Regions from separate parts of the Mus musculus genome. Here region 1 is linked to region 2. Evidence: chromatin contacts called from public Hi-C data. All regions are on one chromosome and are shown on one strand. Each heading gives the region's core, a stretch centred on a gene start, on an enhancer-like site or on the middle of the called end of the contact. The rest is flanking DNA. Distances are from core to core; before and after follow the strand shown.

Region 1 (5,583 bases), core at 2,756-5,255, 130 kb after region 2:
GACAGAAAGAGAAGGATAGGAATGCTGGTAAGAGACAAACCCGGGCCAGGGGCTGATGATGTCCTGGGATCTGATGGGAAAGCATGTTACGGGAGCAACACTGACCAGTTTCTTACTACGCCAAATGCCATTCACGGGTAGAGAGTAAATGATGGAATGAAGATTAAACTACAGCCACCACAGTTAAAAAGTCTGAAGGCACAGACAATTTTACAAGTGTTTGCAATCATTTTCAGTGGAACACACTGTAGAAGAAAAGGCCTGTGTAAGGTGGGCAGATGCCATGGCCAAGGGTAACTTCTAATGCTTCGTTTAACTACACAGCAAAAGGACAACAAGCAACAGTGGTCACCCATCTTTGTTGATCCCTAAGGCTTAGAGGAGATGGCCTGATCCATCCTATAAAAAATGCTGAGGACTGGAGAGATGGCTCAGTGGTTAAGAGCACTGACTGCTCTTCCGAAGGTCCTGAGTTCAAATCTCAGCAACCACATGGTGGCTCACAACCACCCGTAATGAGATCTGACGCCCTCTTCTGGTGTGTCTGAAGACAGCTACAGTGTACTTAGATATAATAATAAATAAATCTTTGGGCCTGAGCAAGAGGGGCCAATCAGAGCGAGTGGGGTTGACCAGAGTGAGCAGAGATCCTAAATTGAATTCCCAACAACCACATGAAGGCTCACAACCATCTGTACCGCCACAGTATACTCAAATACATACATACATGCATACATACATACATACATACATACATACATACATACATACATCTTAAAAAAAAAAGAAATGCTGAGAAGATGCAGTGCAGATGTGAAAAGATGATGGACTGTGGCTTTGAACTGTGGGTGGGGACAGAGATCAACCACCATGACAAGAGGCCTGTTGTTGACACTGAGGGCATGGGAGCTGGCACAGGAGATTTTTACAAGTAAGCCATGTCAACGTAGGTTGTTTTGAACCACATAAGTAATAGGCATACCATAAAACTGGCACTACTTGAATTTCCCAACAATGGTCCCTTGATTATTCACTGTAATTGATTTCGGAAATTGACGCAACTTACCATGCTTGGCTATGAGGGAATACATAATTGAAGATTTCCAAGTATGTTATTTACTTCTCAATTTAAAAATACAAATCTGAAAATTTAAATGCAAAGGCCTCACAGATCCAATATTCAGGATCAAATGGGTCCTAAAGTGAAAAGTTGACTGGACCATTATACGACACTACTGAGTTTAAATATTACGTGTAAACATTAAGAGAATAAAAACTAAAGACAGACTTTTTACTTTTGCTGAAAGAGAAGATCTATCTTACTGGTTCCTGAGATGCAGAGAGTAGGGCTTCCCGTCAATGGTAATGACGTATGTCACCTAAAATAGAGCAGATTGACAAATGATTTAGGGAGGAGGATGAGTGCCGTGTAAGACAGGGTTTTTCACTTGTTAATTAAAAATATCTCAGAACATTAAAAATAAACATATTGTTTAGGACCAACTGCATTAGTTAGTAATATTTTAGAGTTAGCTGATTTCAGAAGAGTATGATTTAGTGTGTACATTGAAATATTTGGAAAAGAATATATTTTTAAAATATAATTTTTGCATTATTAATATTCTATCAATTTCTTTAGGCTAGAAAAGCATACATTTCTAATAAAAATAAGGCATCAATGAGAGCTTATGTTACATACCAAATATAATGAACTAATAAATGATTTATAAATATATGCATATTATACTATACATAAAATATGTAAAACAGAATATGTAAAACTACAAAGGAGAAAAAAGCATAAGAGACTACACAGACAAGAAGCCATGAGAAATGCTACAGCCCAGGGGTGGAGCTTCCAAATATCAGGAACTGAGTAACAATAATGTTCTTCCTCTTCCTCCTCCTCCTCCTCCTCCTCCTCCTCCTCCTCCTCCTCCTTCTCCTCCTCCCCTCCTCCTCCTCCTCCCTCCTCCACTCCTCTTCTCCTCCTCCTCCTCCCTTCCTCCTCCTCTCTTCCTCCTCCTCCTCTTCCTCCTCCCACTCCTCCCCTCCTCCCACTCCTCTCCTCCTCCCACTCCTTCACTCCTCCCTTCTTCCTCCTCCCCTCTTCTTCCTCCTCCTCTCTTCCTCCTCTCTTCCTCCTCCTCCTCCTCCTGTGTGGAGGAGTGGAAGTGTTTTATAGAAGTGCCATGTCCCTGACCTAGGGAAGAATGCTTTTGTATGCCTGTGTGTTTTGAACATCATTTTCTGACATCAGCAGATAGGACAAAAGTGACCCCAGACAACAAAAATCATCCATTAATGTTGGAAATAACATTTATTAAGCAACGCAGAAAGCACAGCCTGGGAAGGAATGAGTGATACACTACAGAAATATTTAACAGAGTTCCACAAGGGATTGAGTTACTGACTCTGACTGACCCCAACTGACTCAGATAACAAACAGTACTGCAAACATACCAAGCAGTACCCATGGTGGATATTTGTTGTTTAAGTTTACTTTAGACCTGCTGACTGCACACACACATAATACATGCACACACACACCCTACTCACACAATGCACTTACCACACACATGCACACATACATGGATGCATGCACACACATGTATGTACACACACATACACCACATGCACACACATAAAATAAAATAAAATATTAAAAAGTATTTGTTATAATGAGACTTTTCCCCCTGATGTGACAAATATCTAAGACATTTTAAAGGGAAGAATGGCTTATTTTCCCCTCAGGATGCTTCTGGTGAACACTTAATTTCCAATCAATATAAAGGAATACATAATTCCAAACTTAAGAAAAATGCCAAATTTGTAGTTAAATGTGTGTATAGTTATATAGCTTTATAATATATATGTATATATATATATATATATTCCTTTCTCTAACTTAATATAGCTTATGCTGACATTTGTCTAATTTCACATGTTCTAAATTTTACTGCAAACCAATTTCTCTACTAACAAAGCTGTTAATTTGCACATCGGGTCCTCGTCATGTAGGTTTTACGTTAATCTTTTTTATATTGATTTTTTTCCCAACCGAAATGATTACTGAGAAATGTTCAGTATTTCTTTAAATTTAAGAACAAAAATGACTTTTAGTGGAAAAAGGGATCTGGCACGCGAGACAAGGGTGGGGTGGCAGCTTCAAAGAAAGACATAGAAGGCTGTTCTTTGAAGTGACCACAACCTAGGGTGCTATGGAGGCCAGCAGCAGGTGGCCCTCAGCTGTGACTAGGGTGCAGGAAACAGCTTTGCAGACTGACCTTCCCTTCTGCATCTCCGCCCTTGCGTGGCTCTATCTTCTGCGGCACTGTGATATGCAGGCATATTCCTTCCGAATCTGCAGTAAAAACGTATATTTTGTTGTCAGGTTTTAAAGTTGGTTTGGTTTATTTCCTGAATCCGTGGTAGTCCCATTCCAAGCCGTGTTCCTGAGTTCGCCGGGGGTCCCTGATGTGGTTGGCAAACTTACTTGTAATAAGCCCTTCCTTGATACAGGAGTTTCGATAAAAATTTAAGGACAAAATTTATGGCTGCTCTTTAACCCGGCAGCCCTGTTCCTCCTCAGAAGCACTCTGAGGCTGGTTTCTCTCGGGGCTCTGGGGAGCAAGCAGAGGGCACTGGTAACAGACACTTGCATCTCGCTTCCCAGGATGCCCTGATCTCAGAAGACTCATTGTTTTTTCCTGCTGTTGGTGCAGGCACAAAGACAGAGCAATTGCCACCTTGATTATCCTGTGTTCAGCTGGCTCAGGCTAGGGTTGGGGCTGGAGTCGGGCAAGATGGAGACTGTCATCAGCCAGAGGGAATACAGGAACCCTGTGCTATCCTTTCTCAACTATGGGAAAGCAAAAGGGCTCGCAGGGGCTTACCGAGGCGGGCAAACAGCATGGCAAGCTCCGCAAGTATGAAGAGCAGAGGCATGGTTGGGTCCAAGTGCAAGAAGCTCAGCCGAGCTCAAGACCGTTGGCAGCCGTGGGGCACGTGGGCAGCGTGGGAGAGCCGCCACCAGGGGCTCGCCAGAGGCTCAGGGGCTCCACCTGGCCCAGAACCAACACCAGCTTCTGGCACAGGCCCTCGCAGCAGGCATCGCTTGGTGATTTTTTGTTCTTTTAACTTGGTTTTCTGTCCTTTTTTTATTGTGGTGGAAGATGAAAAGGAAACTAGAAATGCCGCCTATTGATTCCCAGCGTGACCAAGAAGTAAACGGAGCTTGGTCTAATCGCAAAGCATAAAGTGCTGCTCTGTTGTCTTGTTTCCTTGCTATACTGGCTTATAAACAGGGAAGGATATCTTACAACGCAGTGTGTTTTGTTAATGGTGACTATCTCAGGGTGTCTATTACTATAGCAGCATGACCAAAAGCAACAGGAGGAAGAGAGGGTTTGTCTCATCTTGTAGCTTAGAGTCCTTCCTTCAGGAAAGTCGGGGCAGGAACCTAGAGACGGGAGTTGATGCAAGACCATAAAGGAGTGCTGCTTACTGGCTTGCTTTCCATCAATTGCTCCACTTGTTTTCTTATAGCGTTCAGAACTACCAGCTCAGGAGGGGCAATGCTCACAGTAGGCCGGGCCCTCCCGCCAATCATTAATCAAGATGATGTTCCATAGATTTGCCCACAGCCCAATCTGATGGGGCAATTTTCTCAATTGGGAGGCCCTCATTCCATATGACTATAGCTTGAGTCACACTGGCATGAAACTAGCCAGCATGGTGCCACTGTACACTTGGAAAGAGAGAGGAGAAGGGCAGCTGGGTAAGGAAAGCTAGGGAAACTACCCGCCTATAGAGACAGCAGACGGAGGACATCCCACCTCCATCTGCTTTCCCAAGAATGTCCAACTCCATACAGGCAAAGCCCATCTCCTGCGTCTCTGACTCTCAACTCTCCCACTACAGCGCACCCTCCTGTATGGAGTGACAATGAAAAGGGCCACAAAAGTAGTAAGCTTAGGTCACCATGAAAACTCAGTCAGCTAGGTCCTACTCTTCCTAGGTCGTAATAACTAGGGTTATTACTAACATAAGGCAAAGCCATAGTTAGCATGGTTCATTATTAGTGGCAGTGAGAAAAGGGGGAATATAGAATTATAAAACTGTGTTTTCTAACCAACCATGTTTTGTCAAAAGTCACAGGATTCATTTGAGGCATAGAAGTGTGTGGTAGCAGCATATTTGTGAATATGTATAATCATTGATGGTGGATTTTAGAGTTTATTACGCCCAGAGAAACACTATGTCTTACAGACTTGACCCCACCATTATTTTTGTTTGTTTTCAGACACCAGTGTCCTAGTTTACTAAACTAATTCTTACCTTTACAAATGTGTGACATGTAGTCATTCTGATTAGCTTTTCTATCATGATGACTTTAGGGTTCACCCATTTTATAGTGATATTTGTGGTCTGTTCTTTTACAGGCTGACCAATGCTGTGTTGGGTGGGTGTTCTACCCATATCCATTATCAGTTAACGATGTTTGGAAAAGGAGCATTTGGGTTTGTTAGATGAACCTTGGGTAGGGTTTTTTTTTTTTTTTTTTTTTTTTTTTTGCTTTGG
Region 2 (6,063 bases), core at 100-2,599:
GTCCTTGGACCTCCTTCAGCGGATCATGAGGGTCTTTCTGGATTTGTAACATGGTCAGAGAGGAAAAGCAAATGACTCTTGAGGGCCTTACAGACGCCCCCACGGGACAGCCCTGCCCGCCAGCAAGCCTAACCTGTATAACCAACATTCCCCCTTGTGGCCCATCCAATCTCCCAGGCTTCGTTAAGAGATCAGCATGCCAAAGTCGTATCTGGACCCTGGAGAAGGGAAGCTACCCCAACCACACGAAACTATAAAGAACGATTCTAAAAAAAATATTTCTGCCGACTGGAAAAAAAAAAAAAAAAACAATTCTCTGACTGGGACGCTTTACGCTAAATATAGAACACTAGCGCCATCTTGTGGAGAGATGGACCACCATCATCCACGTAGGACCTGCCCAAGTCCAGGCCACTGGAGACGCTGCTCCAGTATCTTACCATGCATTTGGGCCAAGGCTCTGGTGATATCCTGGATGGAGAGTCTCAGCTGCTGCAGGGCTTCTAGCAGGGTGTCCTGACTGTGTTGCCGAATGGCCTCCATTCCCTGAACCAGGGCCTAGGAATAAGATCCACGTTCTCAGTTGAGGTGCTACGAAGTAACTTTTTTTATTAAAACCCCCGCGGGATGCAGATCGCCACGGAGTAGCCCACACTACTGGAATATCTCTGGAGCGTAAATTGTGACATCAAGAGCCTCAACACAAGTGCTTTCTCATTCCTTCTGGGTTTCCCATATCACAGTCGTTTCTACTCTGGCATCCCTACAGATATGCATGGATATGCCTTTATCTGCCTTTCCATAAAACAGTCTTTTTCTTTTTGACCTCTGAGTCTCTAGCTTCTGCAGGTCCATGAAGTGGAACAGCTAGCGCAGTGGGTGTCTGTTGCACTCAGCGTGTGGTACCTGGGTGTAGACGGAGAAGTCGGTTCACTCCAGGCTAAAAGGGCACTGACACCACAGGCTAGAACTCAGATATGTCTCTTCATCGTCAACCCTAGGAGGAGGAGGCCTCTGTCTGTCCACGTGGGGAAAACCACCATAGGGAGAGGGCCGGGTGAGTAAGAAGATACCTTAAGGCCGGGCACTGCTGCCTTCTCCACCAAGACTGTCACTAGGATGAAGCCCCGCAGGCTCTCTCCCCCCGGAAATGAGATGATGGTTTCCAGGTTACTGGAGGAAGAGACCAAGAAAAGAAGAAAATCAGATCAGTTAGAGCCAAATTCCTATGACCTGAGAACTATGACCATTATGGGTGTGTGCCTGCGTGCCTGACTAGAGTTCTAACCCAAGGATGAATTGCTGCCACAGAACCGCGGCCGGAAGCCTGTCATTACCACATCCAAACAGTAGGTGGAGCTCCAGGAACGCTACAGAAGAGGGGCAGGACAGACTACAGTAGTCAGAGGGGTTGAGAACGCCAGGAGAACACAGCCCACGGAATCAAAAACAAGCCGACCTCATGGGGGCTCACAGAGACTGAAGTGACAATCACAGAACCTGCATCGGCGTGACCTACGCCGTCTGCTCATATGTTGTGGTTGTGTGTAGTTTCGTGTTCCTGTGGAACTCCGAATAGTGGGAGTGGAAGAGTGTCTCTGACTCTTGCCTGCTCTTTGGATCCTTGTCCTCCTAGTGGGTTGCCTCATCAAGCCTTGAAATGAGGGGCTGCTGTTTGTAACTATGTCAGGGCAGGTTTGGAGGATAGCTCCAGGAGGCTTGCTTTTTTTTTTTTTTTTTTTTGGAAAAGTAGGAGTAGATCTAGGGAAAGGAGAAGTGAGAGGAGGACTGGGAGGAGTAGGGGAGGAGAAACTGTGGATAGAATATAATGTGTGGAAGAAGAAGAAGAAGAAGAAGAAGAAGAAGAAGAAGAAGAAGAAGAAGAAGAAGAAGAAGAAGAAGAAGAAGAAGAAGAAGAAGAAGAAGAAGAAGAAGAAGAAGAAGAAGAAGAGGAGGAGGAGGAGGAGGGAGGTCATTTCTAATCAACCTGCTGCTGTCCTGTCTTCCCATCAGAGCCAAATCTGACCTGATACAGAACCCAGATGAGTATCTGCACACATCTGCGTTGTCCCCAGCATCTCAAACATAAGCAAAGCCCAGCCTCAAACCTCAAAACAGCAAAGCGGAGGTGAGTCACACATCTCCTCGGTCCAGCAGAGGTGTTAGCCTGGGGAATATTTGCCATCCACCTGTATGCTCCACAGAGCTGAGGAGGGTGTGTGTGTGTGTGTGTGTGTGTGTGTGTGTGTGTGTGTGTGTGAGAGAGAGAGAGAGAGAGAGCGCAGGATGTGACTCTGGCTCCTCTGCTAGCTCTGCTCCCCGGGGAAGGTGGAGCCTATGACTATAGACCACACCTACTCACAAGGGCTCCAGCCCATCAGGTAAGAAGGGATTACAAAGGGACCCTTCTGTCACTGTGACCTGCCTGTTTCTGGCCTTTTGCTGATGTTCTTCAGAAATAAGAAATCTCTGCCAGTTTTCACAGAGCCACGGTTTCTTTTCTTACACTACACTTTTTTTTTAAATCATGGACATACAGGAAAATGTGGTTAAGAAAAATTAATCCCTGCACCCCTAGAAGCTAACCTCCATCAGAGCTACTGCTTGGACTATTGACTTTTTAATGCACTTCGAATTTTCAGGAGTTCATAGACAGCTGATGCTATTCCATCCATACAGCTGACCATGCCACCCTCTTGCTTTATCACAAGCCTTTAAAGGTAACAGTGGGTGGTTCTAAAGGCACATCTTACCTGATTTCCAACGGTCTGGTCGCATAATAGTTATTGGTGATAACAAAGAGAAAAAGAAAAAAAAAAAGAAAACAACTTAGTTAGTAACCAGATATAATTCTTGAGGTCCCGGGTACCCAGGCTCCCACACTCATCTGCAATGCCCTGGCACATGTACGGATCAGGACCCACCTAGGATGGACAGTGAGCCACTGGGTGACAGCAGAAACCAGATCTCACTTGACAGCCCGTGTCGTGTGTCTGTGTATGTACACATTCTTGCTTGCCTCTCTCTAGCTGCCTCTCGGTGCAGACCCCACTTCAGTTACTCTAATCCTACCCACCTGTTAGGAGTGGCCTTACATCAGCGTCTGGTCAGGCACCATGCTTTCCCTGCTGTTCCCCCTGGAGTTCTGAAGATACTGTTTATGTTGTTCTTTGACTTGTGTTAAGAGCTACTTTGTCTCAATACTGAACTGTTTGGGTGGTGGGGGTGGAGGTGGGGGGGGGTGTTGCTTCTATTTCTTTCATTTCTTCAAAGCACTTAATAAGCCCTGGGTAGACATCTTAAAAGACTCAGGAAGATGATGGCTCAGAAGAAATACGGTGGGGGAGCTCCAGGCTTGCATTTGCATCTCTGGGTGCTGTACCTCACTTGATGGGACATTCATTTCCTGGGGTTGTTTTCAACCCTGTCACCTCCCTTAAGACTTCATCTCCCAATTTCCCTTGAATCACAAACCCAGCTTCACAATAGTCCAGGCGCACATATTTATCATCTCACCTACTCCAATTCTAAGTTAGATTTAGTAGCTTTCAATGCAGATCAGTTTTTCGTTGCTGTATAATTGGTCAAAGACCAAGTCAGGCCTGGTTGTGCATGCTGTTAGTGGCAGATAGTCAAGGGGCTGAGGAGGTCTAAGGATCACCAAGTCAGGGACTGCTTATGCTACAGTGTGAATTTCAGGTCAGCTTTGGCATTGTGAGAGAAACTGTATCTAAATAAACGCTGAAGAGAGGGCTGGGGATAGAAAACAGGGGTGGAGCTCCTGCCTCACAGGTGAAGGTTCATTCAGTCCCCAGTCACAAACAAGCTTATCATCAACATATGATGCCATCATGATACCATTCATCATATAGCATCACCATACAACATCAACATCGTATGACATCATGTAACATTATCATATGACATCATCGTCATATGACATCATCATCCCAGAAAGCATGAAGTTCTAAGGCTCAGCAGACTGTAGATAAGAGGAGCCCTCCCCAGTTCTTAAAAGGAAGGGTCTCTTGAAAGGGTCCACAGCAGATCTCAACCATCTCTTTCAGCACTGCATGGCTACCTACAACCAGCATGCCAAGAAAGGTCCCTTTATGTCCAGCCTGGACTTCTTGTTTGCTGTTTTAATTTATAACAAAAGTAAATGCTGCCTTGCGTCGACCGCCTGAGACAGATTCAACTGTGAAAATGAAGTTTCCATGGATTGGTTGTTTGTTGAAAAGTCAATAAACAGATGCTTTTGTGCCCGGGACAAGTGTGGAATGGTGTAAACTAGACAGAATAGATGGTGTGAATCAGAATTCCACCCACGTGAAATCATTTATTCAGAACCATAGAGATCACCTCCAGACACCCCATCCTAACCTGACTTGAATGGAACACAGAACATGCTGAGAAAAAACAGCCCAGTGTCATTATTACAGCTGGAGGCTGACAGTCTGATTAAGAGATCCAGATGGGCACTGGAAGCAGCAAGCCAGTGTGCCTGAGAGCCCAGGAAGAAGAAATGTCTCAGGTTTAAATGTGTGCATTCCCTTTTATTGGAACCCTAAATTAAATGAATGGGAGCACACAGCTCACTATAAAACAGCCCTAAGACCCTGAGTCTTTTCTGCGAAGACAGTTCAAGTCCTGAGTCTTTTCTCAATCTGCTGCTAACTGAAGGAATCCTTTCCCTCCTTACCCTTCTGGGTTCCTTTTGGTCCAGTTTGTCAGCACCAGGTCAGAGTGGACCAGGATAGGCGGGAGTCCCAAGTTCCTGGATACCTCAACAAAAGGAATGGCAAGAGATCTTGGCAGCACCTTTAGGACAGGAATCCAGACAATTAGTATATTCTACTGGCAGAGAAAATCATCACGGTTGCCTGTGATAAGCGACCTGGAGACCAAGCACGAATTCTCTGAATGTTCCACACCTATACCCTACACATGCTTCATGGGAGAGACCCGGTGAGAATGCTGGTTATGAGAACACATTTCAAGAGATGCAAAACCCAGAGATGGAATACACTGTGCACATGATAAACAGAACCTCTGGAAACTGTACCAGGAAGAGGAGGAAGAAGAGGAGACAGGAGAAAGAGGAGGAGGAGGAAGAGGAGGAAGAAGAGGAGACAGGAGAAAAAGGAGGAGAAGGAAGAGGAGGAGAAAGAAGGAGGAGGAGAAGGAGGAGAAAAGGAGAAAGAGAATTATTTCACCAAAATGTTTAATGTAAATCAAAGACTAAGAACTATCAAGGTAAAGTGCTTTCTAGATGGATGATAGATTATAAATAATATATATGATCTATATATAGATACAAGGCTAGATGCACATGATGCAAAATAGAAGTAAAGATGTACATAGATAAAAAAAAACAGAGGTGTGTATATGTGTGTGTGAGAGAGGGGGGGATAGGAGAAAGACAGACAGACAGACAGACAGACAGACAGACAGAGACAGAGACAGAGAGATAGAGAGCGCACCCCAGAAAGGATAAAGAGGACAGAGAATTTCAGCTTGCAGAACTGATGTTTGTGTCACCTCATGAGTCAAGCCCCATAACGTCAGGTAGTCACTCAATGACAGACCCCCCCCCCCTTGACCGTCCTTTGTCTCTTCTGACTCTTAACATGATTTGCTAGGGTTCCGACCTGGGGTATGACATCAACCTCCTAACACCCGTTCAGGACTCCACTGAAACACAAGCTTCTCGCTCACGCCCCAAGGACCCTTCAGGTTGCAAAGCCCCTGTCCATAGCCCTACCCTTTCACCCACTAACGTTTGGGGTGTCCCTTGAGTACAGATCTCTATCTGTCCACAGTCCAGAGCAGATGCTCAGGTCCATGAGGTCCCGGCCATGGAAAGGCCAAACTGGTAGAGGTGTAAAAACAAACAAACAAACAAACAAACAACAACAACAAAAGAACATTTTTATGTTCCCCTCCCCCCAATCATTTTCCTTCTAAAATAGAAATTTCTCCCTGTCTCTGTCTCTCTCTGTCTGTTTGTGTGTGTGTGTGAGAGAGACACAGAGAGACAGACAGACAGACAGACAGACAGAC

Evidence for each region. A called contact is a pair of places that touch in the nucleus more often than the background predicts.
Region 1: a contact with region 2 is called in a Hi-C map of pancreatic cancer cells, with 5 times the contacts expected there. The contact joins the promoter of Adam18 here to the enhancer-like site in region 2. A contact is called at or near these places in 3 of 39 promoter capture datasets (embryonic stem cells, hippocampal neurons and stem cell-derived epiblast-like cells), 3 of 484 Hi-C or Micro-C datasets (adipose-derived mesenchymal stem cells, embryonic stem cells and pancreatic cancer cells), 2 of 115 datasets of contacts at active chromatin or transcription factors (both in embryonic stem cells) and 4 of 9 other capture datasets (adipose tissue, embryonic stem cells, liver and 1 more).

What each region holds. Positions count from the first base shown.
Region 1 is chr8:24,670,750-24,676,332 of GRCm38.p6, forward strand. It overlaps Adam18 (a disintegrin and metallopeptidase domain 18), which reads right to left and starts at 4,006. Exons shown (of 20, transcript NM_010084.2): 1 at 3,897-4,006; 2 at 3,288-3,364; 3 at 1,324-1,379. The coding sequence starts at 3,948. It overlaps Gm51566 (a long non-coding RNA gene), which reads left to right and starts at 4,015. Exons shown (of 3, transcript XR_003947525.1): 1 at 4,015-4,120.
Region 2 is chr8:24,546,067-24,552,129 of GRCm38.p6, forward strand. Ido2 (indoleamine 2,3-dioxygenase 2) reads right to left here. Exons shown (of 10, transcript NM_145949.2): 4 at 4,703-4,821; 5 at 2,754-2,768; 6 at 1,074-1,173; 7 at 441-558. Among named protein-coding and RNA genes, the nearest start is that of Ido2, 27 kb to the right of the region's middle. Within about 2 kb of position 1,350, at least 23 of the 459 cell types and tissues checked have an H3K27ac peak or open chromatin away from gene starts, as enhancers often do. A contact at or near this core is called in pancreatic cancer cells, where this site is marked.